Linked DNA regions of Triticum aestivum: region 1 is linked to region 2. A link is a contact called in public Hi-C data. All regions are on one chromosome and are shown on one strand. The core of a region is the stretch at or near the end of the contact, and the rest is flanking DNA. Distances in the headings are between cores, read along the strand shown.

The links. Hi-C and Micro-C count contacts between places; a contact is called where the count stands out from the background.
Region 1: a Hi-C map of leaf shows a contact between it and region 2, with 4 times the contacts expected there. The contact joins the promoter of LOC123070829 here to the promoter of LOC123070827 in region 2. A contact is called at or near these places in 2 of 5 Hi-C or Micro-C datasets (both in leaf).

What each region holds. Positions count from the first base shown.
Region 1 is chr3B:547,410,975-547,416,753 of IWGSC CS RefSeq v2.1, forward strand. It overlaps LOC123070829 (DNA polymerase eta), which reads left to right and starts at 3,569. Exons shown (of 14, transcript XM_044494192.1): 1 at 3,569-3,840; 2 at 3,924-4,044; 3 at 4,118-4,229; 4 at 4,337-4,504; 5 at 4,587-4,751; 6 at 4,982-5,085; 7 at 5,227-5,346; 8 at 5,635-5,758. The coding sequence starts at 3,765.
Region 2 is chr3B:547,035,589-547,041,577 of IWGSC CS RefSeq v2.1, forward strand. LOC123070827 (calcyclin-binding protein) reads right to left here and starts at 4,474. Exons shown (of 5, transcript XM_044494187.1): 1 at 4,212-4,474; 2 at 3,967-4,098; 3 at 2,900-3,139; 4 at 16-75. The coding sequence starts at 4,328.

The sequences.
Region 1 (5,779 bases), core at 2,319-4,818, 370 kb after region 2:
GTCCTTTTTGTCACCCTTGTCTTCTTTAGGCGTATCCACCATGTAGACGTGATATGATGAAGTGGCAGTCCAGCGCCCCATGGGCGGTGGTTCCAGATCGTCCCCTGCACCGATGTCCATACCATCGATGTTGTCGGAGTCGAATTCAAGCATGTCTGTTAGGTCATCGACAATGGCTATAAAGTGGGTGGTGGGTGGGTTGCGATTTTCTTCGTCATCCGTGTCCCACACGGGCCGGGCATAGTTCGTCCAAGAGTCTCCTGATAAAGAGAGAGACTTTAACGAATTTAGCACATCGTCAAAGGGGGAGTGCTGGAAGATATCCACGACGGTGAATTCCATTATTGGAGCCCAATCAGATTCGATGGGCATGGATGCACGCAGTGCAGAACCTACGGCCGAAGACAAGTCCGGGGGTCCGGAGACACAGATTTCCTTAGAAGCGGAGTCTGTGTTCGGCTCCAACGCCGATAGGTGTGCGGCCTCCGTGGCGGGGTCCATCCACCCGTCCTCGGATGGCACGATCTGCTCTGGATCAAAGTCCGGAGCCATGGCAGGCGCGATATCCCGAATACTGTCCGACGACAGATCTAAGCCATGCGCGTGGCGATCGTTTGGCGCTCCTGATGTGGGCTCGAATCCGTCGAAGATCAAGTCTCCGCAGATGTCGGCAATGTAGTTTAGGTTCCTGAACCTGACTTGATGGCCAAGGGCGTAGCTGTCGATCTGCTCCAGATGGCCAAGCGAGTTGGCCCGCAGTGCGAAGCCGCCGAACACGAAGATCTGTCCGGGGAGGAAGGCTTCATCCCGGACGGTGTTGTTGGAGATTGGAGAAGCCATCGGGCCTTACAGCGACGACACAGAGGAACTCTCAATGAAAGCACCAATGTCGGTGTCAGAACCGGCGGATCTTGGGTAGGGGATCCTGAATTGTGCGTCTAAGGCTAATGGTAACAGGAGACTGGGGACACGATGTTTACCCAGGTTCGGGCCCTCTCGATGGAGGTAATACCCTACTTCCTGCTTAATTGATCTTGATGATATGAGTATTACAATAGTTGATCTACCACGAGATCGAAGAGGCTAAACCCTAGAAGCCAGCCTATGGTATGATTGTTGTTGTCCTACGGACTAAACCCTCCGGTTTATATAGACACCATAGGGGGCTAGGGTTACACAGAGTCGGTTTACAGAGAAGGAGATCTATCATCCGGATCGCCAAGCTTGCCTTCCACGCAAAGGAGAGTCCCATCTAGAAACGGGACAAAGTCTTCAATCTTGTATCTTCATAGTCCAACAGTCCGGCCAAAGTATATAGTCCGGCAGTCCGGATACCCCCTTATCTAGGACTCCCTCAGCGCCCCCTTTCCTTTCCCCTTCTCTCTCCTTCCCTCTCCTCCCCTACTCCCACTTGGAAGGGGGGAGTCTCCTCATGGGGCGCACCTAGGGTGGCCGGCCCCCTCCCCCTCCTCCACTCCTTTATATACGGGAAGGGAGGCACCCCTTGGACATACAACAATTGATCCCTTGGATCTCTTAACCGTGTGCGGTGCCCCCCTCCACCATAATCCACCTCGATAATATCGTAGCAGTGCTTAGGCGAAGCCCTGCATCGGTAGAACATCATCATCGTCACCACGCCGTCGTGCTGACGGAACTCTCCCTCAAAGCTCGGCTGGATCGGAGTTCGAGGGACGTTATCGAGTTGAACGTGTGCTGAACTCGGAGGTGCCGTGCGTTCGGTACTTGATCGGTCGGATCGTGAAGACGTACGACTACATCAACCAGTTGTGCTAACGCTTCCATTTCGGTCTACGAGGGTACATGGACAACTCTCTCCCCTCTCGTTGTTATGCATCACCATGATCTTGCGTGTGCGTAGGATTTTTTTTGAAATTACTACGTTACCCAACAGATCCCGCAGCCCCCGTCGAGTCCGTCCCTCCACGCACAGGACGAGGCACCGTAGCACCGCCGTCGAACCTGCCCGCGCGCCGCCGCGTCCCGGATGAACGCGCCGCCGCCGCCCGCCCGCGCCGAGCCCTCGTGCGAGGAGGAGATGAGCCCCCCTCCCCCCGCCGCTAGCACCTACCGGGCTTTGCCCGACCGCGGCAAGGGGAGAAGAGGGGCAGGGAGAGGGGGGACCTGAGGCGCCGGCGGCTAGGGTTACCCCCTCGGTCACTCGCGTGGGGAGCGACGCGAGAGGGACCCGGGGTATCTCGCTTCCACCCCGGGTAGAAAATACAAACAATCTTGACAACGCCCCATGTCCCCCAGCTCGTGGGTTTGGATTGGTGCTAGGGCCTGGTCCACTGTAGTTTGCCCCCCTGTGTGGTGGCTGTCCTGTCTTTGATGTTTCTGAACTTATTAGCAGTATGCCTGAACTTAGTTTTTCTTTTATCTTTTTTTGTTGAACTGAACTGGATCTGTTATGCTTGGTTTGGTTTCTCTTAATGAAATCAGAGGTAACCCTCTTCTGCTAAAAAATGTACATATTTTCCAGAGGCAATTAAATAAAGCTGGCTGGAAATGAGGTAGCAGATCATTCGAAGAACACCTGCAGTTAAATTGCCAGATAGCCAGTGAAAAAAAAGGCTATATTATAGAACAAGTTGCAGCACAACTGAAAAGGGCTGAAAGACTGGCGAAATACCGGCGCCCCATATCTCAAGGAAAACACACTGTAATCTACAGCGCGAAACAGTTTGGAAGATGCATTTAAGAGCATCTCCAACAGCCGCCGGACGCGCCGCGCGCTAAAAATTATTTTATCGCACGCCCATCGCCTGATTTGACGCGGCGCGCAGCGGTGGCTCCAACGGTCGCGCTAAAATGCAGCGCACGCGCAGCTCCAGCAGGCGCGCGCGCATGCTACAACATTTTTTTATATGAGAACTTTGCATAGATATAAAAAAACGATACATAGCTCTAGCATAAAATACGATACATAGTTCATAGCATAGATAAAACTACGAGTGAAACTAGATAGAAACTACGGATACAAAGGTATTTTACATTGTTCGAAAACATAGATAGACAGAATTATGGTGCAATTAGATAGAAACTACGGTGCAACGAGAAACTACGGTGACTTCCAGCCGCCATCATCATCATCATCATCCTCGGTGATGTTGTCCGAGGTGTCGAGCCACATGTTTTCCCAATGCAGATCGTATGGAGAGAAGATCGACCGCCCGCCGTTCTCGACGATATCGCACTGCGATAAAGCCAGTGCCTTGCACCGACGCCTGTCGGCACGCTCCGCGCAGCGCCTTGCCGTCCTCTCTGCCCAGAACTTGTTCTCGATGACGACGTCCTCCGGATGGGGACGGTGCCACTCCGCCATGGCTCGCTCGTCCTCCTCAGCGACGAGAAGGCGGCGCTGCTGCCGCACGTGGTCCGCACGGTCCTGGTCGGTTATGAGACGCGGCGGAGGGGCGACGTGCTACGCCTGCTCACGCGTGAAGACGTCATGTTAGTTCATCTGCGACCTGCGACCTGGGCATGTCCAAGCGCCACGCCGACAGGTCAGACGAACGACATGAGGACGATTGACCAGTTACCTGCTCGCGCGTGAAGACGTCTGACCAGTTGCCGCGTGAGGATGGGGTTGCGAACGGGACGAGCTCGCCTACTAGCCGTCCAACTGGTCAGACGAACGGCTGCGATCGCGCGCGGCCGAAACCGAAACATTAAATAAAACAGAAAGGGGAGCGAAAGTGACGGCAGAGTCGGCGGGAGGCGGCGGCGGGGAAAGGGGAGCGATGCCGGTGGCGAGGCCGGAGCCGCAGGAGCCGCGGGTGATCGCCCACCTCGACCTAGACTGCTTCTACGTGCAAGGTCACCACCCTCTTCGTCCCCTCCCCCCTCTCTCGCAGCGTCTCTGAACTGAGAGGGTAACAGTGCATATTGCTCACCTCCAGTCGAGCAGCGGAGGAACCCGGCGCTCAAGGGGCAGCCGACGGCCGTGGTGCAGTACAACGACTGGAAAGGCGGCGGTCTGATTGCGGTGAGCTACGAGGCCCGCAAGTTCGGCGTCAAGAGGTGAGGGCCGATTTTTACTTGCTCGGTCCGGAGTTCCCGGCAGATACCTGTGATGCTTTATTGATTGATTCAGGTCCATGCGTGGGGATGAGGCCAAGAATGTCTGCCCAGGTATAAACTTAGTCCAGGTTCCCGTGTCCCGTGACAAGGCCGACCTCAATGTGTACCGAAATGCCGGCTCCGAGGTACTAGTATGTTGCTGCAACAACCGAGTGTCAAACACTGATATTTACTGCATTAAACAACTAGGACTGCTCCATGGCATTGACGGTTTCGAGTCCGATCCTTTCAGGTCGTAGCGATCCTTTCGACTAAGGGGAAGTGTGAGCGAGCATCCATGGACGAAGTGTATCTCGACCTTACTGATGCAGCCAAGGAAATGCTCTTGGAATCCCCTCCGGAGTCATCAGAGTCTATTTTTGACGAGGCCACAAAGTCAAATATCCTTGACCTTCCTTCTGTAAGAAATTTGCCGTAAATTGGTTGGGGCTGCTCTTACATTTGATGAGAGTGTGATCGTAGACCTTCATATGTATGTTCAGGATGTCGGTGAAAGGGAGGAGAATGTGAAGGCATGGCTTTGTCGAGCAGATGCCAACTACCAGGATAAGTTGCTGGCATGCGGAGCTATACTTGTTGCACAGTTACGAGTAAAAGTTCTGGAGGAAACCCAATTCACCTGTTCTGCTGGCATTGCTCACAATAAGGTTTATAACGAGTCATAATAGTTAGTAGATGAAGTATGCTTTTTGCATGATTTGCTTCTTCTCATTCTGCAAATTTAAGTATAAATTGCCCAATTATTTGTACTGTACTATGAACTTAGGAAATCAAGTCAACTTCTCCATAGTGCTTCTCTTGCTTCATTGCCCTTTTGATACTTTCCTATTCCTTTTCCTGTTGCAGTGTTCCACTCAAATGTTGTTATATTATGCAGATGTTAGCTAAACTTGTTAGCGGGATGCACAAACCTGCTCAACAAACAGTTGTTCCATCTTCATCAGTTCAAGACTTTCTAGCATCACTGCCTGTGAAGAAGATGTAATGAGCTACATGACAACCCCACATTTTTTGGTTTCTTGTTTTTTGTTGGACATCGTTTTTTAAACCTTGTATTACTCTAGTCCTAACATTCCAGGACTGATTGATACTGAATTATGAAAACACGTCCATGTTATGCAGGAAACAACTTGGGGGTAAGCTTGGGAGCTCCTTGCAGGGCGATCTGGGGGTCGAGACAGTTGGGGATCTTCTAGGTTTTACAGAAGAGAAATTACAGGAGTACTATGGAGTAAATACAGGGTAAATTGTTTCATATTGCTTGGTCTTATTTCAGGTGCCAGATGTTTAGGATACCACGTTGAATGATTTGGACTTGCCAATTATTAATCCTTTTATTTTAGCATGTGACTTAAATTTCCATGCTACTATGCTTGTAGATTATAATTATAGAAATTGTACTCCCTCTGATCCATATTAATTTTCATTGATTTAGTACAACTTTGTGCCAAATCAGAGACAATTAATATGGATTAAAGGGAGTATATTGTTTGATAAAAACTCATCCTGTAAGCACATGATTTTGCACAGAACGTGGTTATGGAAGACTGCAAGGGGTATTAGCGGAGAAGAAGTTGAGGACCGTCTTCTACCAAAGAGCCATGGTTGTGGAAAAACATTTCCTGGCCCAAAAGCATTGAAGAATCATTCTTCTGTAAGGATGCCTGCTGCCTGT
Region 2 (5,989 bases), core at 3,224-5,723:
GAACCGAGTGTTTACCTTCATTAAATCCATGATTCCTGACATTGGATCCTTCTCTTTGTCCATGCTTGGCTTAAACTGTCACCAAATAAAATTAGTTAGTCTATCTATGAGCAGTAGCAGTAACATCAAAAGCATGTTTTACGATTTTCACTGAGATGAGCAAATCCCGCTTTCACAACTCTTTGAGTAATTTTACTTACACTGGCTAGCAAAGTTGCCAAACAGACATATGGAACACTTCAATTCTATAACTTCCCCAGCAGCACTTTTTCCCGGTTTCCAGATCAGCTTGCTTCTTATTTGCTGGGCCTATTTCCCCAAACTATTTGCTTTAACTAATTTAGGGGCAACAACTGTTTCCTTTTCCGGACAGTTTTATTAAATCAGGAAAGCAGGCCTGTGACTTGCCTTACTTCCGACTCGAAAGCCTTCTAAACGGATTCCTTTCTGCACCCAGATGTTGGCAGTTATGCCACTGTGATAGATGCATGTAGCAGGATTGGAAAGCTATACGGTGCCTTTTATTCAATTATCACAGCTGAGAGGAAACGGGGAATGGTATGCACAGGAACAGCATGAAACAAACAATGGTATTCAATCCATATCAAAATATAAGACATTTTTTGACACTATGATGTGCCAAAAAATGTCTTATATTTTGGAACCGAGGGAGTACTTCATAACCTGGAAGGCCAGGGATTAGTAGTGGCATAGTGAAACACAATAGCTGTATTTTGAATCAAATAACCATATCATTGCTCTCCTGGCAGCAAAAGCATGCCAGCAGATTGGTGCTTCTGATGAATCAGTAGAGCACAGTGATGGCCAAAGGTCTGGCCATGTAATCTTTTGATCAAGCAATGTATGCTGAACTCTCTGGAATCCTGCTACACTAGATATATTTCTCTCCCAGTTTTGCTTTGGCGACGAGGAGGCCCACCTGTATGCTGAACTGTTTGGATGCGGGTTGGGCCAGTTTCCGATCACATATTTGGGGATACCGATACATTATCGGAGACTCACAAATGCTGAATGGAAACACGTCGAGGAGAGAATGCAAAAAAAGACTTAGCAGTTGGAAAGGAAAACTGCTATCTCTGGGTGGAAGATTGGTTCTCATAAATTCAGTACTAAGTAATATGGTACTATATATGATTTCCTTCTTCCAGTTGCCGAAAGGAGTTTTAATAGATTGGATTATTTTCGATCAAGATTCTTTTGGCAAGGAGATAGCAAGAGAAAGAAATATCGACTGGCTAAATGGAGTGTGGTTTGCCGTCCCAAAGACCAAGGAGGGTTGGGCATTCATGACCTTGAGGTTAAGAATAGGGCCCTCCTCGGCAAATGGTTGTTCAAATTACTAACGGAAGATGGTGTATGGCAAACCCTCCTGAGGAGGAAATATGTGGGTTTGAAGGCGGTATCCCAAGTATACTGGAAGCCTAGGGATTCCCACTTTTGGACGGGTCTAATGGCTACGAAGAAGTATTTCTTCTGCTATGGATCCTTCTCGATTAAGGACGGCTTGGAAATTAGATTCTGGGAGGACAAGTGGCTAGGAAATGCCACACTCCGGGAACAATATCCGGCTCTATACAATATTGTGCGCCACAAGGGTGATACTATCGCCACGGTATTGGAATCATTTCCGCCAAATGTGACGTACAGAAGAGATTTAATTGGACCCAGACTCCAATCATGGAACATCCTGCTCCAGCGGTTGTCTACGGTGCATTTGTCACATGGGTCTGGTGTATTCCGATGGAATCTCCATGGGAATGGAAAATTCTCAGTGGAGTCCATGTATAGAGCGTTAATCTAGTCTGATGTGCCAGTTGATAATAACAAAAAGATCTGGAAGATGAAGATACCTCTTAAGAATAAAATCTTCACATGGTATCTTTGTCGTGGAGTTATTCTTACTAAAGATAACCTTATTAAAAGGAATTGGCATGGTAGTTCGCAATGTGTCTTTTGTGAGACAATAAAACATTTATTCTTCCAGTGCAAATTGGCTCGTTCTATATGGTCAGTCATCCAATTAGCTTCTGGATTGTATCCTCCTTGTAGTGTTGCTAATGTATTTGGCAACTGGTTACATGGGATTGATCACAAGTTTAGAACGCTACTTAGGGTGGGAGCGCTTGCCGTTATTTGGCCGCTTTGGCTATGTAGAAATGATAAGGTATTTAATGATAAAAGTACTTCTCTGATGCAGGTTATCTACAGATGTACCGGGACCGGGACTCTTCGTTTATGGTCCTCTCTACAACGCATGGAGAATCGAGACCTGTTTACGAAGGTGTGTACACGAGTGGAGGCTACTGCGAGGGATACTTTTACCCAACATGGGTGGCAGCTTGATCTTAGGATTGGCCCCCCTACGCTTTAGGCGTTATAAGGGCTCTACATGTCTCTTTGTATTTCGCCTTTTTATTTTTTTTATTGTGTGAGTGAACCTTATTTGGCTGTGTGCATCTTAGTTATGCAGAGGCCGGGTGTAATGCTTAATACTTTTAAGTAATAAAGCGCCCCTTTTTGAAAAATCTAGTGCTGTTGTAATTCACAAGTCTTTGCTACCCGGCCTCTCTTCAGGGATGCTAACACTCACAACAGCAATATATAATGTAATAATACGCAGGAGAGACAAAAAAATCTTGGATTACCATTGCATCAGGTTCCTTCATAACTCAATGCTTGCAATATATTTTCTGGTGATCACTTGAGAGATTATCGCTACCACAAATTATTCATCCCAAAATTATTAACCCAGGAGAATCCAGCACCCATGTGAACTATGGTTGTTGTAAATATTGTTTGTTTGTGGAAAATTAAGTCCTAATTTATTTTCAGGGAAGTCGAGAGACCAAATCAATGCATAGCTCGGCACAAAAATTACCTTGTCTTCCTTGTAGTGTAGGTCCAACCAATTGCCGGAAGAAGCTTTCCACAAGGTGATAACGATCTTCGTAGGCTTGACCACAATCTTGCATTTCTCGGGAACTATTTCTTTGTTTAGTTTTGGGATGGCACACCTATAGTTCTTGCCTTTAACATCATGAAACTTGATGTCCACTGACATTGGCTTGAAAGTAGTCTCCACCTTCTCTTGGTCTACATTCTCAAGGAATACGTAGACCTGAACAGGCAGAACACAAAGTAAACCTGTTATCTAAATGCCATCATGGGAAATCCTCAAATCCAAATGTCATGGGAATTCAATTCACTAATACAAAGAAGACAATAAACTTGGGTTCTAGCATAATGCCAAGCAAACTTTTCGCCTGTCAAGTAGTCAGCCCTACGAATAACAGAGCTGATTCTAACCTATTATGAAAATTTACTGAGATACAATAAATTTGGGTTCTAGCTTAATATCAAGCAAAATGTCATAAGCTGTTCTTTTGTTTGCAAATTACTGTCCAGAACCAGCGTGGTGGTAAGAAGGAAAGGGGCATTAGAACAGGGTAAATTTATTCAGTGGCTATACAAGAAATGGCTTAATAAACGTCTTATATTTAGTTACGGAGGTACTGGTATTTGTTCTTGACAGTAATTGCAAACAAAAGAACAGCTTATGACATTTTGCTTGAGGTAAAATCAAACTGCAAAAACGTCTTATATTTAGTTAAAGAGGTAGTACTATCTAAGTGTTCTTGGGGGAAAATAGGTGTGTAATCCTGTTCTGGGACCCCCCCCCCCCCCCCTCGAGTCAACAACTCCTGATGAAGATATATTGCATCCTTAATCATTACTGTTTCATTAGTTTACCAGTCAATCGATCGTGCAACAATTGATTAAGATGGCAGCAGCCAAACATTTTGTTTTGACAGTAAGCTTGTTTTATAAACCAGCATTGGACACTGAGCCCAGATGGTGTGAAGTCGATCAACTAATCAGCACATTAGTATTGCCAACGAACAAGAATCGTAAAAAAAAAAATATCCCTTTCTCGCAGCAACGTACCCTGATCTTCTCATTGTCCTGGTCCCAGCTGAAGGACCCCAGCGTGACATAGCTCAGACCGGCAGGGGCCGCCGCCGCGACCGCCACCGCCTGCGGCGCCTGCGTCTGCACAGGCGCAGCCCGCGAGGCCAACTGCCAGCGAACAGAGAGACATCAGCTCAATACGAAAACCCGAGTCCACCCAGCGCGCCGGAATGAATCGATCAGCGGAGAGCGCTTGGATGGTGGGGGGAGGAAAGGCAAACCTTGGCGTCGACGCTGCGGATCTCGTTGGAGAGGAGGGAGACGACGCGGGGACGCTTGGCGAGGCCCTCCAGCCGCCGCAGCTCCTCCAGGTCCAGCCGCAACTCGTCCGCCGACATCTCCGGAGCGCTCTCTCTCTCTCTCTCCCTCTCTCTCTCCTCTGTTTTTCGTGGCTTGGGGTGGGGGTGTTTGGCCCTTGCGAGGAGGTTTGTAGGGGGTTTCGGTTGGGGCGGAAGGAAGGGGAAGGTTCCAGAGGAGACCAGTAGGGTGGAGGAATGGACGGCTCACTTACGCGGAGAACGATAGACCGGGCCCAAAGCTTTCGTGCCTCCATTTTGGCCTATTATTTGCTACTGACTTAAAGGGTTGGCTCGTGTTAGGCCTGGAATGGACGGTTCACTTACGCGGAGAACGATGGACCGGGCCCAAAGCTTTCGTGCCTCCATTTTGGCCCATTATTTGCTACTGACTTAAAAGGGTTGGCTCCTATTAGCCCGAAATGAGTTTTGTTTACTCCTCGTGTTCATATTTGTGGACTTGTGGGCTAGCGCGGCAGAGGTGTAGAGCATTAGGTCCACTCCAACCACTCCTTAAAAAGAAAAAAGAGAGAGAATAGGTCCAGGCCAACCATCTTCTAAAAAAAAGGTCCATTCAAACCCCTAAAAAAATTGGTCCACCAAAAGAAGGTGAAGAGCATTTGGTGCAACGGTAGGGATGCAAGCAGGTATCTTGCATAGCAGGAATGTATCCGGTGCATCTTACATAAGGCACAATATTGCTAGGTACGCACTTCACACTTTCATTGGGAGTTGGCCGTCATGTCTGATTAGACCAACCCGAAGATCTTTCACTATAAATGATGGGACGATCTAATAAATCTTGCGAGTTTGCCTAATAAATGTATCTGGTGCACCCACCCATATGGTGCAGTACGCACCCGATGTTGGTTATATATCTAAAAGTAATATTTTAAATCTGAAAAAATGGTATACTGACACAAACACGATATGAATCAATGTTGTCAAAAAATAGTCAAATAAAAATTGAAAACATAAGTAAAGATATATAAATGTGAAATTTGTTATTAATAGAGATAATGAGTAAAATCTAAAGCCCAACTTATGTTATGTACTTATTCAGTGTCGTATTTGTCATTTTTTTATCCCAAGCTATGTTTTGAGTTTTGATTTAAAACTTTATGACAACCTTGATTGATGTTGTGCTAATTTTTTTAGATCTTCCTGAACATTCTAAAATGTGTTATGGGGGTCCGGTTCACTGGATGCACCACAAGCACTGGTGCGTCAAACATATTTCGTATGCATAAGCCCGGAAAAACAGGAGGTTAGTTTAAACAAAAATAAATAGGAGCTGAGCGATTACAACTGACTATGGAAGCAAGGCGACCGCTGGATCGAAAACCTTAGCCACACCAACATCTATTCCACTCAAAAGAGATGACGTCAACTGTCACATGCCACCGATGATGGAACCAGCACATCGCAACCTTTGAATGATGCTACCATTGTCTTTGCCACATAGACACACATGCCACCGCACCATCGACCACCATCGCCCACCGTCCTCATGCCATTTGTGATGTCGCTTGTGCGTAGCCTAAAGGGGATGAGCAGAGGAATGAAGGCCTTCGAAGACGGCCCTTCAATAGGATGGTGACTTTAAGGTCGCCATCCAAACTAGCAAGGCGGATCCAAGGCTTTCATTGGGAGTCCAAGGATCCGGTTTAAGGAAGGTGGACTCCACGACGGTGCCAACAAGA